Regions from separate parts of the Sus scrofa genome. Here region 2 is linked to region 1. The links are chromatin contacts, called in public HiChIP or PLAC-seq maps. All regions are on one chromosome and are shown on one strand. Each heading gives the region's core, a stretch centred on a gene start, on an enhancer-like site or on the middle of the called end of the contact. The rest is flanking DNA. Distances are from core to core; before and after follow the strand shown.

What was found. HiChIP or PLAC-seq counts read pairs in DNA pulled down with a chosen protein or histone mark.
Region 2: a contact with region 1 is called in an H3K27ac HiChIP or PLAC-seq map of alveolar macrophages. The contact joins the promoter of B4GALT2 here to the promoter of TCTEX1D4 in region 1. A contact is called at or near these places in 1 of 47 Hi-C or Micro-C datasets (embryonic fibroblasts) and 1 of 2 datasets of contacts at active chromatin or transcription factors (alveolar macrophages).

Annotation. Positions count from the first base shown.
Region 1 is chr6:166,524,460-166,529,244 of Sscrofa11.1, forward strand. It overlaps TCTEX1D4 (Tctex1 domain containing 4), which reads left to right and starts at 2,891. Exons shown (of 4, transcript NM_001032356.1): 1 at 2,891-3,042; 2 at 3,448-3,521; 3 at 3,618-4,004; 4 at 4,007-4,396. The coding sequence starts at 3,629. The coding sequence ends at 4,287. BTBD19 (BTB/POZ domain-containing protein 19) reads right to left here and starts at 2,266. Exons shown (of 8, transcript XM_021096773.1): 1 at 1,362-2,266; 2 at 319-1,103. PLK3 (serine/threonine-protein kinase PLK3) reads right to left here. Exons shown (of 15, transcript XM_003128058.4): 15 at 4,301-4,785. The coding sequence ends at 4,619.
Region 2 is chr6:167,313,909-167,318,803 of Sscrofa11.1, forward strand. It overlaps B4GALT2 (beta-1,4-galactosyltransferase 2), which reads right to left and starts at 2,095. Exons shown (of 7, transcript XM_021096829.1): 1 at 1,814-2,095; 2 at 1-116. The coding sequence starts at 64. ATP6V0B (V-type proton ATPase 21 kDa proteolipid subunit) reads right to left here. Exons shown (of 8, transcript XM_021096834.1): 5 at 4,617-4,686; 6 at 4,444-4,495; 7 at 4,030-4,220; 8 at 3,037-3,343. The coding sequence ends at 3,317.

The DNA.
Region 1 (4,785 bases), core at 1,641-4,140:
AGGCCTGAGTTCTAATCCCAACTCCACCTTATGGTGCCTAGGCAAGAAACCTTCTACCCATCGACTCAGGATTCTCATCCCTGAAATGGAAGGCTAATCCCAAACCCTAGGAGGTGGCTCTGCCTGATCACTGAGCAGGCACCAGGGCTGATGCAATACGATCTCAATACCCTTTTCCTCCCTTGCCTGTGTCTTGGGGGAAGGGAACCGCTTCTTGTCTTCTCCGCAGACTGCACGCTCAGCTTTTTCAGCCTCCTCCAGAAAGAGGGGGGGGGGTGCAGCGTGCACTGGCTGCAAACAGACACATCAGTGACGCACCATCTTTAGGCCAGACCACATTTTCCATCTTGATGATCACTTCCGGCCCCGGCCTCCGGGCCTCCAAACAGCATAGTGGGTAGGAGGCAGGAGATGAAGCTTGAGCTTCCTGGAGCCTCCTAGTCCCGGGTCCAAGGCCTGGAGCTTCCCACTGTGAGCAGATGGCGATGCCCCAAAGCAGAGGGTTATAGGACTCACCAGCCTGTGGGGGCGAGCCCAGCTCTGAGGCAGTGGGGACAGAAAGCCACATTCTAGCTCTCCTGACTGGCCCTGCCCCCCTACTCTAGCCCTGGTTTCAGATACCATTAGCATCCTGGGCAGGCAGTGAGCCCCAGGCAGCACCCTTGAACTACTTCCTGTCTGTGACTCTGGCTCAATTTCTTTTTTCTTTCTTTTTCACGCTGTACCTGCGGCAAATGGAAGTTCCCGGGCTAGAGGTTGAATAGGAGCTGTAGCTGCCCACCTACAGCACAGCCACAGAGATACCAGATCCGAGCCGTGTCTGCCACCTACACCGCCGCTCATGGCAACTGGATCCTTAACCCACTGAACCGGGCCAGGGATCGAACCCTCATCCTCATGGATACTAGTTGGATTCGTTTCCACTGAGCCACAGTAGAGACTCCCTGGCTCAGTTTCTGAAGTTTCATTCCCGATGTGAGTCCCCAGTTCCCAGAGCGGGGTCATCTGCTCCTCTGCCTCCCTCCCCAGGGAGGCATTCAAGTCACATTCCGGTTCTCAGGATCCAGGGGGCAGAGGGCTCTTCTCTGCCAGGAGCCCGAGGTCTGAAAAAGGAAAGCCTTTCCCTGAGGTCACCCAGCTGAGCCTGAACTCCACCCCCCACCGCCCCCACCTCCGGCTCGCAGGAAAATTGCAGACACTGAGTGACCAGGAGCCATCCTCTACTTCCCCAGGCTGAGGTCACCGGGGGAGGAGGCTCAAGCCCCAACTCCCCACTTCCTCTGAACCCAGAGCTTCCTCAGAATCACGGGGCCCAGCAGAGGCAGCTAGGGAAGACCCGCAGACAGGGCCCGCCCCCTCACCTGTACAGGGGGTTGTTGACGAGGCTTCGGAGTGCCGTGGAAAAGGGCGCCACCGCCCCGTGCACAACCAGTCCTGGGGGCTCCATGGGTGGGGGCGGGAGGGGGGTAGAGGAGTAAGCAGGGGGTGCAGCCCAGGAGGCTTGTTGTCTGTGGGTCTGTAGGGAGGCGGAAGGTGGAAGGAGCAGGAGGCCTGGCCAGGCCCTAGAGCTGCAGAGGAGCTAGAGAGGCCTGAGAGGGAGGGGCGGGAGCTTGGGAGCCCTGTTTGCTGAGAAGCTGAAGTTTAGGGATGGGGCGCGAGAGGCCCCGGTTCCCGAAGGCATCAGAGGCTCGGGGAGAAGGCCGGAGGCTCAGGCTGGGGATAGGGACTCAGGGAGGGGACCCAGAGAGGCAGGGGTGGAGCAGGCCGAACGGGGAAGAGAGGCTGGCTGTGGATGAGGCCCCAGCTGGGAGCCTGCCCAGGCAGCGCCAGGGTGGAAAGCCTGTGGGTTTCCACGGAAACGAGATCCCAGGCGGAGAGGAGGCCCCGCCCCTTCCCCCACAGGCCCCGAAAACTTCAGCCCTAGAGGGGCCCTAAGCAGAGCCAGGGTCTTAGTGCCCTGACTCCTGACTGTCCAGGGTTCAGGGTTCGAACCCTCTGTCCCTCCCCCCCGCCCCCTGTAGGCCCACAGGGTCAGGGGCAGGGTCAGGGTCAGGGTCAGGGTCAGGCTAGCCAGGCCTGGGGAACCCCCTCAACCGGGAAAGTCCTTGACCCCTCGGACCATTTTCAGGGCCCAGACCTGGTTTGTCTGGGAGGTGGCCGCCCTGTCCTTCCCAGAGTGGGGGCTCAGGTGAGGTGGTGTCAGCTCTGACAGAGGCATCGTGGTCTCTGGCATCCCTGAAATGCAACTGCAGTGAGGGTGGAGGGCCGTCTGGGCACTAGGGCACCCAGGAGGTGTGGGCAGCTGGGGACAAGCCCCAGGCCACTTAGGTCAGCAGGGTTTATGCAAAGTGGAGTCACCACTGTTGCATCAGGCCCGGGTCCTGATGGGTGCCTCCCCCTCCCCCTCAAGCCCTGAACTGAGGAAGTCATCCAAGCCCCACCCAGCTCTGCGCGGGGAACGGAAATGTTTGTCCCTGTTGCAGCCGATGTGGAAACGCTCGAGCCCATGACGTGCTCCTTCCTGTCGGCCCAGATCCCGATTCCTGGGCAGCCACCCCCGCAGCCCCAAAAGGTGTCCCATATCCCAGGCCTCTGCGACTTGCTCCCCAGTGGAGAGCCAGGCTTCGCGAGGGGAGAGAAGGTCAGCGGCTCAAAAGCCCTGGCGTGGGGGATGCCTTTCTGACCAGAGCCTCTCTCTACATCTGCCCCTTCAGTCTTATGTGTATGCCCTTGGGCGCTAAACCTCTGTCCCCTCTGCTGGTGACTCAGGCACCCCGCACTCAGCACGTGCTCAGAGCAGTAACGCTCCCAGGTTAGGTCAGAGCTTGGACTCGAGAGAAGGAACCAGGAAGAGAGGCGTGCTTGCCCAGCAACCCATGGCAACCCCACAACACAGGCAAGGGGCCCTTACCCTCCCACCTGCCAGTCAGGCGGCCAGGCAGGGGCCGGGGGGAGAGAATGTGAAAGCCAAAGACTGTGGTGACTCAAGGGGCTGAGGAGTTTCGGGAGAAGAGGGCAGCCGTCCCAGCACTGACTCTGGAGGTAGGGCCAGGAGCCAAGAGCAGAGGGTGGAAGGACCATCCTGGGTCACTTGGCCCCAGCCTCAGCCAGTTGTGGGGATCTTTGCGCCAGCTGCCTTAGAAGAGGTAGGGGTGGAGGATGGCGGGATCTGAGACACGCAGGGCTGGGCCTGTCTGTGGGGGTTGAAGGAGTCAGGTCTATGCCTCCTTCTGTTAGGGGGTGGAGGCTCCCTGTCCAGGCGGAGGCAGAGGGGGCCACTACGGCCCCACTTCTCCTGCTGGTAAAGCCCAGTACAAGAGAGAAAAGGCAGTGGACTCTGAGCTCAGTTAAGGAGCCTCCAACGCTCAGCGAGTGCGGAGCTCAGAGGACAGGGACAGCCCCAGATTAACAGTCTGCGCAGCGTCTCTCCCCTTATTTTGTCTCTAGCAGCCCTTAACCCTCCCAGTACTTCGAATCCACACAGCCCCAGACTCCTGGATTCACCTGTCCCCAAAAAACAGGTAAGAAGGAATTAGGGAGTAAAAACCTCTTACTAAGAGACTGGACGGTGTACAAGGAGGGCCAGGCAGGGCCTGCCCGTAACGGGGGTCTTTCAGTCCGCAGGTCCATGGCTGGCAGGCCTGTGCCCGCCGGCCGTCAGGAGGAGGAGCTTGCCAAAGACCCTGGGCAGAAACTGTCCCTGGCGCGGCCTCCGGGCCGCCTGCCCAGCATTGATGAGACCCGACCAGCTGGCCCAGGCCCGGCCTCCCGCCGCGGCTCCGTGCTAGGTCCAGCCTCGTCCTTTTCACGCCGCAACTCGCTGGCCGGAGCAGGTGCAGGGCCCGGGGGTCGGCGCCCGTCCCTGGGCCCCGTGCCGCCGCTGGGCTGGCGGGTCAGCTTCTCGGGCCTGCCCCTGGGGCCCGCCCGCCGGCCGGCGCCCTCGTACCGCACGGAGCCCGCCCCCGGGGAGCGCTGGGAGGCCGCGCGCGCCCAGAGGGCCCTGGAGCAGCGCTGGCAGCGGGCCTGCGGGACGCACGCTACGTGGGCGCCGAGGCCGGGCGGCTGGCGCGGGAGCTGTGCGACCTGGCGCGCGTGCACCTGCGCGAGCTCAGCCCCCCGCGCTACAAGCTGGTGTGCAGCGTGGTGCTCGGGCCGCGCGCCGGCCAGGGCGTGCACGTGGCCAGCCGCGCGCTCTGGGACACCGCGTGCGACGGGCTGGCCTCGGCCACCGTCACCAACGCTTCGCTCTTTGCCGTGGCCACGGTCCACGGGCTCTACTGCGAGTGAGGAGGCCTCGAGGTCTGCAAAAATGGTTTATTATCCTAGGAGGAGGCCCTCCCTGGGGCTCCCAGCCCAATAAATAAATGTCTGTCAATAAATAAAAGTGGTCCATAAATAATGCCCCCTGGCTGGGGGCTAAGGCTCAGGCTTTTCTTGGAGAAGGGGTAGGAGGCAGCCTCCAACCCTAGTAAAGCTGGTCCCTGATTCCCTGGGGGATTCGGCCCGGAGCCCCCAGTGAGGCACCAAGGGACAGGAAGCGCCACGACGGCCAGGGCCAGAGTCTGACAGGCACGGGCCCCAGGCCTGAGGGCCTGGGGGCCGGCCCTGCAGTTGGCACCTAGACGGGGCAGCGGTCCCGGAGCAGGCACAGAGCGTAGCGGAGCCGCTGCCGGAGGTCCGGGGAGCAGCCCAGCTGGCGAAGGTGGGACGCGAGGTAAGTGCAAGCACTGCGGTTTCGGGCCACGAAAGTCACGAGGAGGGGCTCCCAGCCACTGAGGATCAGCT
Region 2 (4,895 bases), core at 845-3,344, 790 kb after region 1:
GCAGGCAGAGAAGGAGCACGGCCTTGCAGACGCGCTCCAGCGTCACCCCCAGCAGCCTGCTCATCACGCAGGCGGCCGCCGGCCCATCCAGTGGGCCCGGGCATCCGGCTGCCGGCCTGCGCAGGGGCAGGAGAGAAAGAGACCAGCAGTCAGGCCCGGGGGCGCAAAGCCACCCACCCCCGTCCTGCCCACTGCTCGTGCTTTTAGACGGGCACCTTCACACTTACCTGCTCACACCTTTGCACACTCACCAAGTTGCATCCGACCTGCAACCAGCCACACAGACACAGCCCTTGGCAACTCACGACTCAAGCATCTCCACACCACTGAGTGCTTACCCACACACATGCTTTCCTCCTCATCCTCATCCACACACACACACACACACACACACACACACACGCACACACAGCCTTACCGCCCTCACGCTCAGGCACATGCCCTTGTTGCACGACTTTACACCCTCCCACCAAGGATTCCCCGGAACTGGACATGTGACCTCTGCTCACCGCGGTTCCTACCTGAACACGGAAACACACTTACATACAGACTCACGTGTATTCTCTCCGCCCCAGAGAACGAAAGCCCCGCAGGGCGGCATCCTCAGCCCGGGATTCACGGACTGGGGGTGGGGGACCATTGACTGAGCACCTACCTCGAGCACTTTCACTCGACACAGAGTACGTTCGTTTAGTCCTCCCAGGACCACGGTGGGCAGGGGTTTGGTTGGGCAGGTCCGGGTGGCAAGCAGGCCGGGCCACCTGGAACCCAGCCGGGAGGGGCCCTCAGCATCTAGGTGGCCCGAATTTGCACAAGACCTTTTCGGATCCTTCCCCTCTGGAGCAAGAGGTCAAAATACAAGGTGGGGCACGGGGGTACCCCTTCCCTAAGACCTCAAGGATTGAGATGAACTTTCTGGGGCCTGCCTAGCACTTCTGGTTCTGATTCCCATAAGGGTGAACGCGTGGACCCTGGAGGCACTATGTTAAGCGGGGGTCTTGCCTGGGCCATGGCTCTAACTGTGGTTCCAACACAGCAGCAACACCTCTGGGGGCACTTCTGGCAGTGCTGCAGGGAGCGGGGTGCATCTCACGCACGGTTCCACAGCAGCACACAACCACAGACACCCTGGGTCCCAGCTAGAGTCACCGGCACTCAGACACACAGAGAACTACATAGAGAGCCACAGACACGCCCGGGTGACAATAACAGTAAGGCACAAACAAAGCCGCCGCTCCTGGCTTTTACAGTCATCCAGACAGGCTCCCAGGCAGCTCTCAACACCACGTGCAAACACTCCCACCCCTCCCTCGGGGGGGGTGGGGGGGGCCCGGGGTTCTGGGTCAGGCTGCCCGCTAGGCTTGGAGGTGCGTCTGGGCGGGGCTGGAAGGCTCAGTGGCCAGAACACGTGGCACCCTGGGACCGGGAGGCAGCAAAGACCCGGTGGGTGTGGAGCCTGGGGTGGGGGGCGTGGATGGGGGAGAGGATGTGTGTGTGGGGGGCGAGGCAAAGGGGCAACGTGAGTGGGGCACCTCCCCATGCCAGGAGGCTGGGGTGAGCGAGGACAACAAGGGAGGCTGGCTGGGGGTGGGCAGAGGAGCCCGGTGGTTGGGGGCGGGGTGGGGGGGGAGGAAGATCCGAGGGATGGGGGGTAGGGTGGGGTGAGGCCAGGCCAGGGTCTGGCCGCCAGCGCCTCCCGCTCGGTCCTGGGCGGGGACCTCGGGGTCGCGGTCCGGGCGCCCCTCGCGGGGCGGGGTCTGGAATCCCGGGGCCCGGGGCCCGGGGCTGGGGGCCGCGCGCGTCCCCTTCTCACCCGGCAATCGGGGCTCAGCAGGGGGCGCCGCTCCGGCTTGGGCTGGGTTCCGGGATCCGGCGGCTGCGGACGGCTCCGTCCCCCATGGCCCGGCCCCGCCGCCTCCCGCCGCCCGGTCAGCGGCCCCCGCGGCCCCGGGGCCGCCTCCCGCCGCCGCCGCCGCCGCGGGCCATGGAGCCGAGCCGCCCCGGGGGGCAGGGCGGGGCCGGGCGGCCGGGCAGACCAACGGACCGGCGGACCGATGGACCACAGCGCCGCCGCCTCCCTCCCGCGCTACGGCGCCTCGGAGGGGCAGGCCCGGCCGGCGCGCCCGCGCGCGCGTCCCCGCGTCCCCCGCCTCCAGCGCGCCCGCACCCGCGGCGCGCCCCCGACGCCTGCCCCTGCCCGCGGCGGAGCGAGGCGGAGCGAAGGCACCGCGGGGACCGGGGACCGGAGAGGGGCGGGAGGAACTGATCGGGCTCATCCAAGGGACTGGATTCGAGCTCCGAAGCGGAGAGGGTGCGGATGGGCCAAACCCATTCGGAGGAATGGGGCGGCGGGTCTGGCCCGGGTTGGAGCGCGAACTCGGCCAAAGAAGGGCAGCTGCAAGTTAGGCAGAGCCGCCTCGCGCAGGGAGGTCGGGGATCTGTCAACTCATGGTAAGGGCACGATGAAAGGTCCGCCCGCGGCGAGGGCGGCTAGTTGGACAAGACACTTCAGTGGTGTGGACCGAGTGTGCGGCAGGGGCTTCCAGGGTAACAGGAGGTCGGGGAAAAGGTTGGACAGGAGCCGGCGGGGCTGGACAGGGCCCTAGGAACAAGGGGTCAAACTCGTCACTGGCGGCTTGGATGTGGCTGGGCTGGGTGGAAGCAAATGACTGTGTTCCAAGCCCCACTGGGCAGAAGTATGGATGCCTGAGGGGCGCCAGCTAAGCAGATGTGGCCAACTGGGGCTGAGCTGACAAGAGCCCTGAGGGCAGGGGGCTCGGAAGACACCTACTTCCCCCGCCCATCACCTGAGCCCACATCCCCAGACTCCCTCCTTCCCTTCAAAAAGATGTTCAGAGGTAGAGTCCTCAGCCCAGCAGCCCTCCCTCCCCGCCCAGGAGCCTGCTCTGTCCTGAGCAGAGACAGTGAGTGTCTCTGAGTTGCTGAGTTAGCAAGAGGCTGGCCTGAAGTTGAGGCCTACAGGCCTGTTTACCCTTCCTCTGTGAGAGGTGGCGAAGGAGGACCACAGACCAGCAGTGACCCAGACAAATGCCACGTTTATTTCACAAACACTGGGAAGACGGGGTGGAGGTGGAGGTGGGACACAGGTACGAAGCTGCACATGGTCATGGGCGGCCCACTCCCCACACTGAGGATCCAGCCAGGCATTGCCTCCAAGTCGACAGGCAGCAAGAAGTGAGGGCAGGGAGGGCCCTGGACCCCAAGCCCCCTGAAAGCCTGGGGGGCACAGCTCCAGCTGTCTCAGGAGAACCACAAATAAATAAGAGTGAGGCACGGCCCCACCCACACAGGCCATCTAATCGCCCATCTTCACTCTGGAGGTCTGCAAAAGAGGAACGGGAAAATCAGGCAGGGACAGAAAAACAGATTAGACAATGACAAGTGACAGAGGGTCAGACAACGCAAACCCATGGCAGGAAAGGACAGGTACTGCAGACGGGTGACTGTCACAAACACAGAGAAACAGGGACACTCAAGCAACGACAGAGTTCGGCTGCAGGACAGACAGACGGAGAGACGGGCACATGGACAGTGCCTGTCACCAAACGTCAACCAGGCAGCGTCCAGAGTCACACTCAGACCCTTCGTCTGATCCTCAGCTGCATCCACACACCGCTGAACAAGTAAGACACACAACAGCTCAGACGCGCTGTCGCACCGACAGCAGAGCCACACACACCAAGACAGAGAGACCCAGACCCAGACCCGATCCCAACCTGGTCTAGACTGCAGGGAGACGGGGAAGACAACAAAACAGGAAAAGAGAGGCTAAGTCTTTCATTTACGGACACAACACAGCAGAGAAAAAAAGCTGTCGGCGACAGCAAGTTGGAGACAGAAACAAAAGGAAAGCTTCAGACAGGGGAAAAGCAGACGCTGGGACTGAGGGGGGAGCAGCTCTTCGAGTGCTGTGGTCACAGATGGAGGAGGGAGCACCGCGGCTCCTTCAGAAGAAGGGTGGGGTTGGGTTGGGGAGGAGGGCAGAGGCTCCCCAGGGGGACTCAGCACCTGAAGGATTGCGACGATGACCCCGAAGAGGCCAATGGCACTGCCAAAGATCTCCACGATGAGAATCTTTACGAAGAGGCTGGGGTTCTGCGCATCCGCCAGGGCAGCTCCACTGCCCACGATGCCCACACAGACGCCACAGAAGAGGTTGGACAGGCCCACTGTGAGGCCAGCCCCAAACATGGAGTATCCTGGAGGCATGAAAAGGGAGCGCTGAGGCCCAGTCAGACACACAAGGAGAGACGGGGGCAAGGGCCCCACATGGACTAATGGGGCCAGCCACCAGCCCAACTCCGCAAAGCAGGCCAGAGTAGGTGAGAGAAGATCAAAGTGAGGCGTCTAAGCTGGGGCGTGTAAGGGAGGAGGAAGCATCTGCGAAGCCCCAGCTTTACGTCTTCACCCACACCCACCTACCTGCGTGGTAGTTTCGATGGCCGATGGCCTTGGGGTCAGTAGCACTGAAAGGCTGAGGAAGGCGGAGAAGAAATCAGAAACCAACCCCGACTCCACTCCTCCTGCCCCACCACCATTTGGCAACACACAGAACACACTGGAACGGACGCTCCCCCCCAAGTGGTCCTCCGTACCTCAGCCATGTTGCTGATGACAATTGCCATGATGATGCCGTAGATGGCCACAGCCTCACAGAAGATGATGCTGGTGGTTGGACCGGGTGGTTCAGGGGGTGTGAAGGAGAAAGAGATGAGAAGGAAACCAAGCTTCCCCCCTGGAGGCTCCAGCCACCTCTCTCCCGCGGACATCCCACCCCATCACGAGGCTGGTCAGGAGCAGTATTCATGCAGGTCAAACACACAGGTCGCTCCCAACGCACTTGGTGCTGACAAAGTTGCGAGGGTCCTGTGCTT